2 separate regions of the Xenopus laevis genome follow, and region 2 is linked to region 1. The links are chromatin contacts, called in public Hi-C maps. All regions are on one chromosome and are shown on one strand. The core of a region is the stretch at or near the end of the contact, and the rest is flanking DNA. Distances in the headings are between cores, read along the strand shown. Region 1 has its middle 65 kb from the start of acap2.L. Region 2 holds the start of fam43a.L (family with sequence similarity 43 member A L homeolog).

Evidence for each region. A called contact is a pair of places that touch in the nucleus more often than the background predicts.
Region 2: a contact with region 1 is called in a Hi-C map of the XTC cell line, with 5 times the contacts expected there. The contact joins the promoter of fam43a.L here to the enhancer-like site in region 1. A contact is called at or near these places in 2 of 4 Hi-C or Micro-C datasets (the XL177 cell line and the XTC cell line).

The regions. Positions count from the first base shown.
Region 1 is chr5L:113,262,131-113,267,139 of Xenopus_laevis_v10.1, reverse strand. No RefSeq gene overlaps it. Among protein-coding and RNA genes, the nearest start is that of acap2.L, 65 kb to the right of the region's middle. Within about 2 kb of position 1,934, at least 2 of the 7 cell types and tissues checked have an H3K27ac peak or open chromatin away from gene starts, as enhancers often do.
Region 2 is chr5L:113,535,444-113,540,452 of Xenopus_laevis_v10.1, reverse strand. fam43a.L (family with sequence similarity 43 member A L homeolog) reads left to right here and starts at 2,347. Exons shown (of 1, transcript NM_001096773.1): 1 at 2,347-5,009. The coding sequence starts at 2,519. The coding sequence ends at 3,577.

The DNA.
Region 1 (5,009 bases), core at 685-3,184:
TAATGTGTGAAAATACATATTAAACAATAGAAGGAAATAGGACTCAGCAATTCAGCAATGTATCTCTTATTCTTGCTGTCACACACTTACTGTAACATGAAAAGGCTGGTCAGTGCACAGAGATAAAGGATGTGGCAAGTACCTAGCTCTCGCTCCAGCAATACAGCCAAGCAAACAAACAGTGCATTATACTATGGCACAGAGAGAGTTCCAGTGTTCTGTATTTTCTTAAGGGATTAACCAGCAATAATGCAGCAGATAGGTTTGGTTTAACTGGCTTCCTATCATCACATCCTGCCCCTCCCAGCATTCATTAGATTTAGGCTTGGCTTGGCTGCCACAGGACACCTGTGTGTGACAATGTGCTGCTCATACAGAATTAACTCCTGGGCAGGAATTAAAGGAAGGATACAATAAAGTGGAGAAATATACTACTTCCATCACATTCACACATTCTGTAACGATACCTGGTGGGCCATTGGGGAAGTGGGGATGCCAGCGATCTTTTGATTAATCAAGCTTACATTGTGTGTCTGACCTCATCATGCTTGGCACGAAATTCAAATATTTAAAGGTGCCTTGTCCTCTTTTTTAATTGACCAAAGTAAGTCTATTGTTAGATAGTTTCTGGGTGCAATTCTGGTTTGATTTACTGTTCCTAGACCCTTGCCCATTCCTGTCTGCTGCCTGAACAGACCATTGCCTGTTACTGACTATTCTTCCTGATCCTGATTCTGTACTGCACTTTCTGACTGGGTATTGACCCCGGAATGTTTCTTCAACTATCATCATCATTTATTTATATGGCGCCATGTTACACAGTGCTTACGCTTACGCTCAACTGCGCTTTGCTTTAACCCAGTTACTCCTGTTACATGTTCGAGTTCCCTTTCCTACCCAGGGGCACCACCAAGTGAATGTATTGACTTACCTGAAACCCTGGAAGGTGCTCCTATCAGCAGAAAACTGCACCAGTCCGGGGTTATACCAGTGAGCACCACAGAGCGATCCTCTTCCGTCTTCCTCTTTCTTCGCGCATCTGCGCATTTGCATTAGGGTGTTACGCTGAACTTTAACTAAAAAGTCGGCTATTTTGTTCAATTGCGCATGCAGCAGCCCCTGGGAATTTTGAAGAAAGAAGAAGCCGGAAGAGGATCGCTCCATGGTGCTCGCTGGTATAAACAACTGCCGGTGCAGTTTTCTGCTGATAGGAGCACCTTCCTGGGGTTTCTGGTAAGTCAACACAATCACTTGGGGGTGCCTAACATTTGGCACCCCCAAGTGTACGAAGCCTTTCCTTCTCCTTTAAAGTGAATTTTCTTTTGAAAACATTAATCTACATTAAAAGTTACCCATAGCTCATGTTGGTCGTTTTTGCTGATAGTTCTGCTTTTGTAAGTAATTGTCACTTGATGTTCCTAAACCTGACTGTTTTGCCAACCTGACTGTCCCTTCTCAACTTGTCAGTTAGAGTTTCTAATGTTAATTGACTCCTGCTGCACAAATATGGCAGCCCCCTCATAGAGGAAAATTATAAACAGAATTCAAATGTTATGATAGATATTAAAAAAGGTTATTTTCAGATGTCAGTATCTCTTTAAGTTCTGGTGGCATAGAGTAGAGAAGGTTTCCTCCCAACTTGAAAGGCAGCTGTTATAGGCAGAAGTGTTAGCCATGAACAGAACCTTGGCATCTGTTCTGGGCTTTGGGATACCGAACGTGACACTTTCTTTATACCTAACAGAAAAGCCAATCAGCGCTGGATTTCTTTTCCGGCCGCGCGGTCCTAGCGCCCGCCTTCCAAGTGCGCCGGCGAAAAAACGCCAGGGCAGCTGGTATAGTTGAACGGGGACGCGAACGTCCCGATAATGCGGCCCCTATTTTTTGCCGCCCTAGGCCCGGGCCTATGCAGCCTTGCCGCAAATCCGGGCCTGAAGCCAATGGTGGTAGATGAGTTAAGGGTTGCTTTGCTGTGTACATAAGCTTTGTAGAAAGGCCAGAACATAGAATGGACTTGTGACTTAAGAGCAGAAAGGATATAAAGAATGAAATGAAAGGGCACTGGCTGAGTGTTATGTTACTGTAACTTTAGCAGCTGAAAGGTGCAGTTGTCTTTTTGTGTGATGCAGCTGAATCACTGCTCTGTTTTATGCTTGGTGGGCTATGGGAAAGCATTCCTGAATGGGGTATGAAGCAGACAAATCACTGTGCGTGCAAGTCTTAGGGATCCATTGCTTAATAAGGTTTAATTTTTCCCAACCTTGTACTCCTGTGCATACAGTATGTAAGGACACTTAATAACTTTTTATACAGTAAGGAAATTGGCAGGAACAAATAAAAGTTTTAGTATATAGTCCACAATAATCTTATAAGGGTATGGAATCTGTTGTCTTGAAACCTGTTATCCAGAAAGCTCCAAATTACAGAAAGGCTATCACGTATAGACTCCAGTATAAGCAAATAATTGTAATTTTTTTTAAATAATTACCATTTTCTCTGTAATATTAAAACAGTAGCTTGTACTTTATCCAAACTAAGATATAATTAAACCTTATTGGAAGCAAAACCAGCCTATTGGGTTTATTTAATGTTTAAATTATTTTTTAGTAGACCAGGTATGGAGATCCAAATTATGGAAAAATATCTTATCTGGAAAACCTCAGGTCCCAAGTATTCAGGATAATAGGTCCCACGTCATTACAATGTTCCAGAGGCTGCAAAAAGGGGCAACGGCAGAGATGTAAGGCCCACTGACTTCTCAGGCTCAGTATAACGAGGGTGATAGGCTATGGCCCAGGTTCCAAAATGCATTGCATCCTGATGAAATTTCTGGGGAAAAGTCACTACTAGTTTTTGGTGTTCGTTGGTCTAATAAAGAATCCAAACTTAGAAATAGTTTGTGTATTTTGTTATGTATATTCTTGTGATGGTGAGATGTATGCAATGAAATTGTGATGTTTTAAACAAAAGGAGACAAGACACATGTATGTACACAGATACACCCAGTTGGGCCGGAATATCTGAGGAATGCAACTAAACCAGAATGTACTACTTGCAACACAAGGCTGAAGCTGAGCAGATGAGCAGTTTTAAAATAACATGGACATGTTCTATCCCTAATATATATAGTGGAATATTTCTAAAAGTAAATAAAATGGTGTAGGGAGGAAATGTGACAAAACAGAGACATCTTGTGGCATTCTCCTGCCATAACAGTATATATAATGTATGAAAATAGTATCTCGTAAAAATATGTATTTTTATATAGGAATATCGCACTAAGGGAAACTTTTCTTTTAAATTGCTGTAGATACTCTCAGTCTGGCATTCTTAATAATCAATCTGATTTTTCCATTCATTCATCTACAACTATTTCTAAAATTCCAATTTTATATGTGAGAGGTTTGCATTGTACAGTCCTGTAGAGGGGCATGAATGGAAGTGGATCCCTCTTTATAGTAAGAATGACAAAATCATTGGAGCTTATCTGATACCTGCCTTATAAACACATGCCCTACACACCAATGTCAGCTTAAAGGGATTCTGTCATGATTTTTATGATGTTGTTTTTATTTCTAAATTACACTGTTTACACTGCAAATAATTCACTCGACAATATAACTTTTCATCCTGAACCAGCAAGTGTATGTTTTTTAAGTTATACTGTTGAAGTGTAGGCAGACATCTCAGGTCATTTGCCTGGTCATGTGCTTTCAGAAAGAGCCAGCACTTTAGGATGGAACTGCTTTCTGACAGGCTGTTGTTTCTCCTACTCAATGTAACCGAATGTGTTGCAGTGGGACCTGGATTTTACTATTGAGTGTTGTTCTTAGATCTACCAGACAGCTGTTATCTTGTGTTAGTGAGCTGCTACATGGTTACCTTCCCATTGTTCTGTTAGTTAGGCTGCTTGGGGGGGGGGGAGTGATATCACTCCAACTTGCAGTACAGCAGTAAAGAGTGACTGAAGTTTATCAGAGCACAAGTCACATGACTGGGGCAGCTGGGAAACTGACAATATGTCTAGCCCCATGTCAGATCTCAAAAATAAATATAAAAAAAATCTGTTTGCTCTTTTGAGAAATGGATTTCAGTGCAATGCATTTTGAAAAAAAAAGTTTTTTTTACCATAACAGTATCCCTTTAAATGGCTGCCCCTATCTACAGCAATTAAGCTTTTGACATCCCTAGTGGTAACTTAAAGAGCCGGATTTCCAGTTTTTAAACCAGAAATTGAGCTTTTCTAGTGCAAGAGACCACACCTGCAGTCTCTGCACTATTGGGATGCAGCCCCCCCCTCTCCGCCTGTTGTCCCCCTCCAGCACAGGAAAGGTAAGCGCTGGGGGCAGCAATTGGCCCTGACGGCATCTTATTTATAGAAACTATAATATTGTATTTAAACTATATAAAACATTTTTAGCAGTGCATTTTCACAGTACAACATACATAACCCTTTCATTTTGTGCTGTTACTGGTCCTTTAAAGTACCCATGATCAGATCAGCTTGTTGTAATTCAAGGTTTTACAGTAAAGACTTTTCATTGTTAATTAATTGCAATTCAACAAACACTCAAGCTCCAGGGGCAAAGCAATGGAACTATAAAATGCTATTATTTCCTATTTGAAAATTACTATTGCCTTTAATATAGCCATTTAGTTAAAGCAAAGATTTATATTCCTAACTTCAAAATTTCTGTTACATATTAATGATATATTTTCCAATAAAAAAAATGAAAATGGCTGCTGCATATCCAGTAAAATGATGTCCCTCTTTTGTCTTTCACTCAATGCCTCAATGTGCACTTACAATCCATCTTAAAGGACAAGGAAACCCATAATAGAAATGTTCACCGGAAAGAGCACATAAACCAATCTGTGAACAAATTCCTTAGTAGCTTAGAGCTAGGTGATTTTAAAGGGGGTTGATCTTGCTCATTTCTGTTGATATCTCATTTCCAGACACTAAAACTCAGACCTGACCCATGTACAGAATCAGCATATATGAGAAT
Region 2 (5,009 bases), core at 1,098-3,597, 270 kb before region 1:
TGTTTTTTTTACATGGGGTCAGTGTCCCCAATTTGAACGCTGGAAAGAATCAGAAGAAAAAGGCAAATCATTCAAAAACTATAAAAAAAAAAAAAACAATGGCGACCAATTGAAAAGTTGCCTAGAATTAGCCATTCTATAAGGTGAACCACCCCTTTAAACTGACTGTGCAGAATGGTAGCTCTTGTGTTCACAGGACCTTACTTCTTGTGTGTGTTCCATTGTACATGAACACAGGAGTTCACTCCTTGCCTCTCTATGGTAATTGTACTGATGGGAAGCATGGGGGTCAGTCAAATCCTGCATTCCAGTGCACTGGACACAAGGTATCGTAGGTATGAATTCTGTATATTATAGCAGTCACATTGGAGGCCTAGAAGCTGAAAGTAGCCCTCAGTTTTGATATGGATCTCAGACTTGAATATAATATTCAGCATAACATTTACTAATTATTAGGCCCACTAGATGTATGAGATCTAATATATGGAACCTACAAATAACCTAAATTAATATTTTTGACTGATTTATGTTTCTAGTAGCTTTAATGAATGGTGATTGAGATTGTAGAAAGCCCCTTTATCAGGAAACCAACCTCCAAGTCCTAGGCATTGCAAATAAGATACAATAAATGTATGCAGAAAAGTGACAGACACAAATCATACAATTATGCAGGACTCTACAGTAAGGCCACCCTAGTCTTTACTTAGTGCTTGAAACATGTGAATAATGTCTAACACTAATGCTGTCATGACAATGGCACCAAAAGTCATAGCCACGTCTTTAGCAGGGTTGCCAGGTCTAGAAAAGTATCCCAAAACTAACCAAGTTGCACTTGAAAAGTAGCCCAAAAATAGCAGAATATGTGCAGTAAAAAAAAAAAAGTCTAAAAAATAAAGAATATATATGAAAATACGGGAAATGGGAGACAGAGGGGGGCCCAGGAGGTATAGGGGTCCCATAAGGCCCTAATAAATATACAATTTCAGTAAATATTGGTAAAACAGGTCAACCTCTAGACATTTTTGTGGCCAGTAGATTTTTGCCCCAAAATTGTCTGAAATTGAGGACAGTCACCGAAAAATGCGAGAATGTTAAAGAGTGACAGGAGACTGGGGTACAGAGCCCAAAATCTGGTTACTCCTGACTTCTACACTAGTCAGTCCCATTGCATGCTGGGTATTGTAGTCTTACATTAAACTTGGCAGTCAGCAAATTGTTAAACAAAAACTACATTACCCAACATGCATTGGGAGACGCAGGCTTGGCACATTAAGGCACAGATATACTCTTCAAAACTGTTGCGTGCACTTTCACAAACCAGAGACCAGCGGTGAATTAAAAAGCAACTTTATTTCCCCAACATTTCTCCTCCTAACGCAGTTCGCCTATGACTACATTTGTTAACACACGAAACGCGTTAGGAGGAGAAATGTTGGGGAAAATAAAGTTGCTTTTTTATTCACCGCTTGTCTCTGGTTTGTGAAAGTGCACGCAACAGTTTTGAAGTGATTGTCGGCCAGGCCTCCCTAAGCTACGGGTTCGGGGCGTTGCACTCGAGCCAGAGTCGTGGAGTGGTGAGTAACCTGATTTGAATGCCTATAAGAGTAACAATTTAAGCGACTGGTCCGGGGCATTTGCACATGGACCCACCCAGTTATAGGGTGAGCGATCATAAGAAGGATTTTTTGCATGTTACCTCTTTGTATTAAAATGATTGGCCTAGGGATTAGAGCACATCCAAAAAATTCTGTTTACAAATATATACAGAAAAACTATGGCTGGTTTCCAAAGTACAAACCAGTCAAAAGCCCAAAAAGCAGGGCCGGATTTACATAGCGGGCACCCCTAGGCCCACTGCCGTTCGTCACCCCCATCCCGTTTATTCATGCAGATTTTCATCATCAGGACCCAAGCAATGGGGATTGGAGCATGGGAAATGTAAAAAACGATCGTATCTCCTGCATATCCCCAGTGTTTCTGAACCAATGTGGGCATGGTTGGGCAGCATGCTGTCGTAGGCCTTGGTGGCGTTTCCACAAATCCAGGTCTGCCAAAAAGTAGCCAAAATCAGTAGCTTGGCAAGTTTGTACTTTCAAAACCAGTCTAGGTTTTAAATGAGAAGCCCAATTTGGCTGGAAAACTGTCAACCTGGCAACCCTGGCTTTAGTAACTTACTGAATAGCCCTAGTATAAACTGCAGTGGAAAACATAATTGTACGAATGGCCAGGTGCGAGTGTAATGATCTGGCACGTTCATTGCTGCGCCTCCCCTGCTTTGGGAGGGCGAATGGTTCACTCCAGACTTTATTTATAGCTGCACAGAGCCGTCTGACAATGAGAAGGCAGGGAACTAGCGGCAGACAAGGAGGGAGGAGCGCATGGTACATGCAATGATCGCTACCAGGCGCTGTACACTGATAAATCCCCGCTGCTCCCATATCAGCACGCAATGCGTTATTAATCGCGCTGTGAGTGCGCCCAGCGCTTCGCTCTCCCCGGCTGCTACTTGCACAGCGACATGCTGCCCTGGAAGAAAAGCAAATTCGACCTGATCGAGGAGGATCCGAAGCAGGGGAAGCAGAAGGGCTATGCAGTGAGCCTCAACTACAGCGCTCTCACCTCCTTCGCCAAGTCCTGCCCGGAGGGGGCCCTGACTCGGGTGGGCAGCATGTTCAAGTCCAAGAGGAAGAAGATCAAGATCACGGGGGAAGACCCGACATACACGGTGCTGTACTTGGGCAACGCTACGACCCTTCAGTCCAAGGGAGAGGGCTGCACGGACCTAGCGGTGAGCAAGATCTGGAGCAAGAGCGAGATGGGCAAACACGGCACCAAGATGAAGCTGACTATCAGCTCGCAGGGGATCCGCATGGTGCACGTGGAAGACAAAGCCAAGCGACCCGGCCACCTGTATCTGCTGCACCGAGTCACCTACTGCGTGGCCGATCCCCGGCTGCCCAAGATTTTCGCCTGGATCTACCGGCACGAGATGAAGCACAAGGCGGTGATGCTGCGCTGTCACGCGGTGCTGGTGTCCAAGCCCGAGAAGGCGAAAGCCATGGCCCTGCTCCTGTACCAGACCTCCGCCAACGCCCTGACCGAGTTCAAGAGGCTCAAACGGAGAGAGGATTCCCGGCACCAGCAGCAACAGCTGATCGGCGAGCACAGCATCCCCTTAGTCCCCATGAGGAAGCTCCTCAACGGACAGTGCTGCTACAAACCCCCCGTGGAGCGGAGCCGGAGCGCTCCCAAGCTGGGCTCCATCACGGAGGATCAGCAGGGGGAGGAGGAGGAGGAGAGGGCGATGAGCTTCGAGTGTGAGGATGTGCTGGATACCGGGGGTGGAGGGGAGGCTGAGGAGGAGGAGGAGGTGGTGAAGCGGGAGCTGTCTCAGCTTATCAGTGATCTCGGGGAGATGAGTCTGGGCAATGACTTGCAGACCCTGAAGGCGGACCTGAGAGTGACCAGGCTCCTGTCCGGGGAGAGTACGGGCAGCGAGTCGTCTATAGAGAGTAACCAGGACACCGGGCCCATCACCAACGGCTTTGAGGAGTGCAGAGAAGCAGAGACTGTATGAGCAGGGCCACAGGGGCCCACCGACTGCCTCATCCTCACTCACTGTCACCAATATAAAGCCAGAATAGTGGCCCTGGGGGGAATGGGTTTTTCATCAGGGGTGCCCACCTGGTTCTTTCTTTTTCATCTTCAGAACAGACCATTAACTCGCAGTTTTTCAACAAGTAATTTAATGTAAAGTGACTGGTACCATATTTTATTGAGATATTGATTCCCTGATGGCACCTTTATCCTGCAGGAGATCTTTTGCTATGGAACCTGCCTGATTGTGAGGATCCCTGTTGCTGGTATAGACTGGCGATCTCCAGCTGGCGGCCCTGTGCTTGTATAATCCTTATGAGCAGGCTTCAGCTGTTGGGGGTACTGGATGATACTATAGATCAGGTGGAGGGTCACTGGACAGACATTACTGAGTAGCTATTATGCATTGCACCTGTCTACAAAGTGGAAATTGATTTCTGAAACTGAAGGTGGTGGGAAAATACGGAACACCATTTGAATGCACAATGACCGCAATATGGGGTGTGTGTAAGGGATCCACTTAGTAATGGGGGTCAAGGTAAATTCCATAACAAACACAAACCAGGTTCCTTTCCATGGCCAGTAACAGTTTTGTGCTGTGGGTGAGTGTCAGGTGACTATATATTGCAATGGGTTGCACACTTTTCTGACGCTCTAGTTTAACTACCCATTGTTGCAGTGAATGTGTTGAGGTGCAATAATGTGCAAGCCCCTATAACTCAACACCTTAAAGAATTATTGGGTCTCTGTATGTGGGGAAAACTTAAATAACACCAAGAGTAACTTTATGTAGTAAGACGGCTGTGGAATAATTGTAAAAGAACTGGTTCACTGTCATAGATCTGAGGGTCATAGCTGCCAAAGGGCAAACGGGCAATCCTGCACAAGCGTCTCCAAAAAATAATCTAAACCAATAGGATTATGTATGCTGTGACGATAGCGTGGATTAATGGAAGTTGAACATAACATGTATGTGCATCTCCTAGTAAGGACAGCAACTGTGAAGTCATGTATACAGTAAAGCAGATAGTGTGTGTGCAATAATTCTTTTGGGGCCTAATGCAAGTTGTATGAACCTGTGGTGCTTATTCACCAGAGAACAGTATTATTTCTAACACATCCTATAATTACTGTAATGAAACCTTGTTTCAGAAAGAAATATACCCTAAGACCTAGCTTGCATTACAGGCTAGAGCAAAAAAGACTTTCCTTTTTTGACATTATAAACCTATATAATACAACTATTTATAGAATGGACCAACCTCTTCTAATTAATTAATGGATTGCCAGGGTTGAGGGCATGAGATATATATTTAATTTTTTTTTCAGCAGCCCTGGGTTTTTGAGGATCTTTGTGCCATTTTTCCAGATGGGATTAAGACTAGTTTTCTTGCGTAGACAGAGTACCAAGG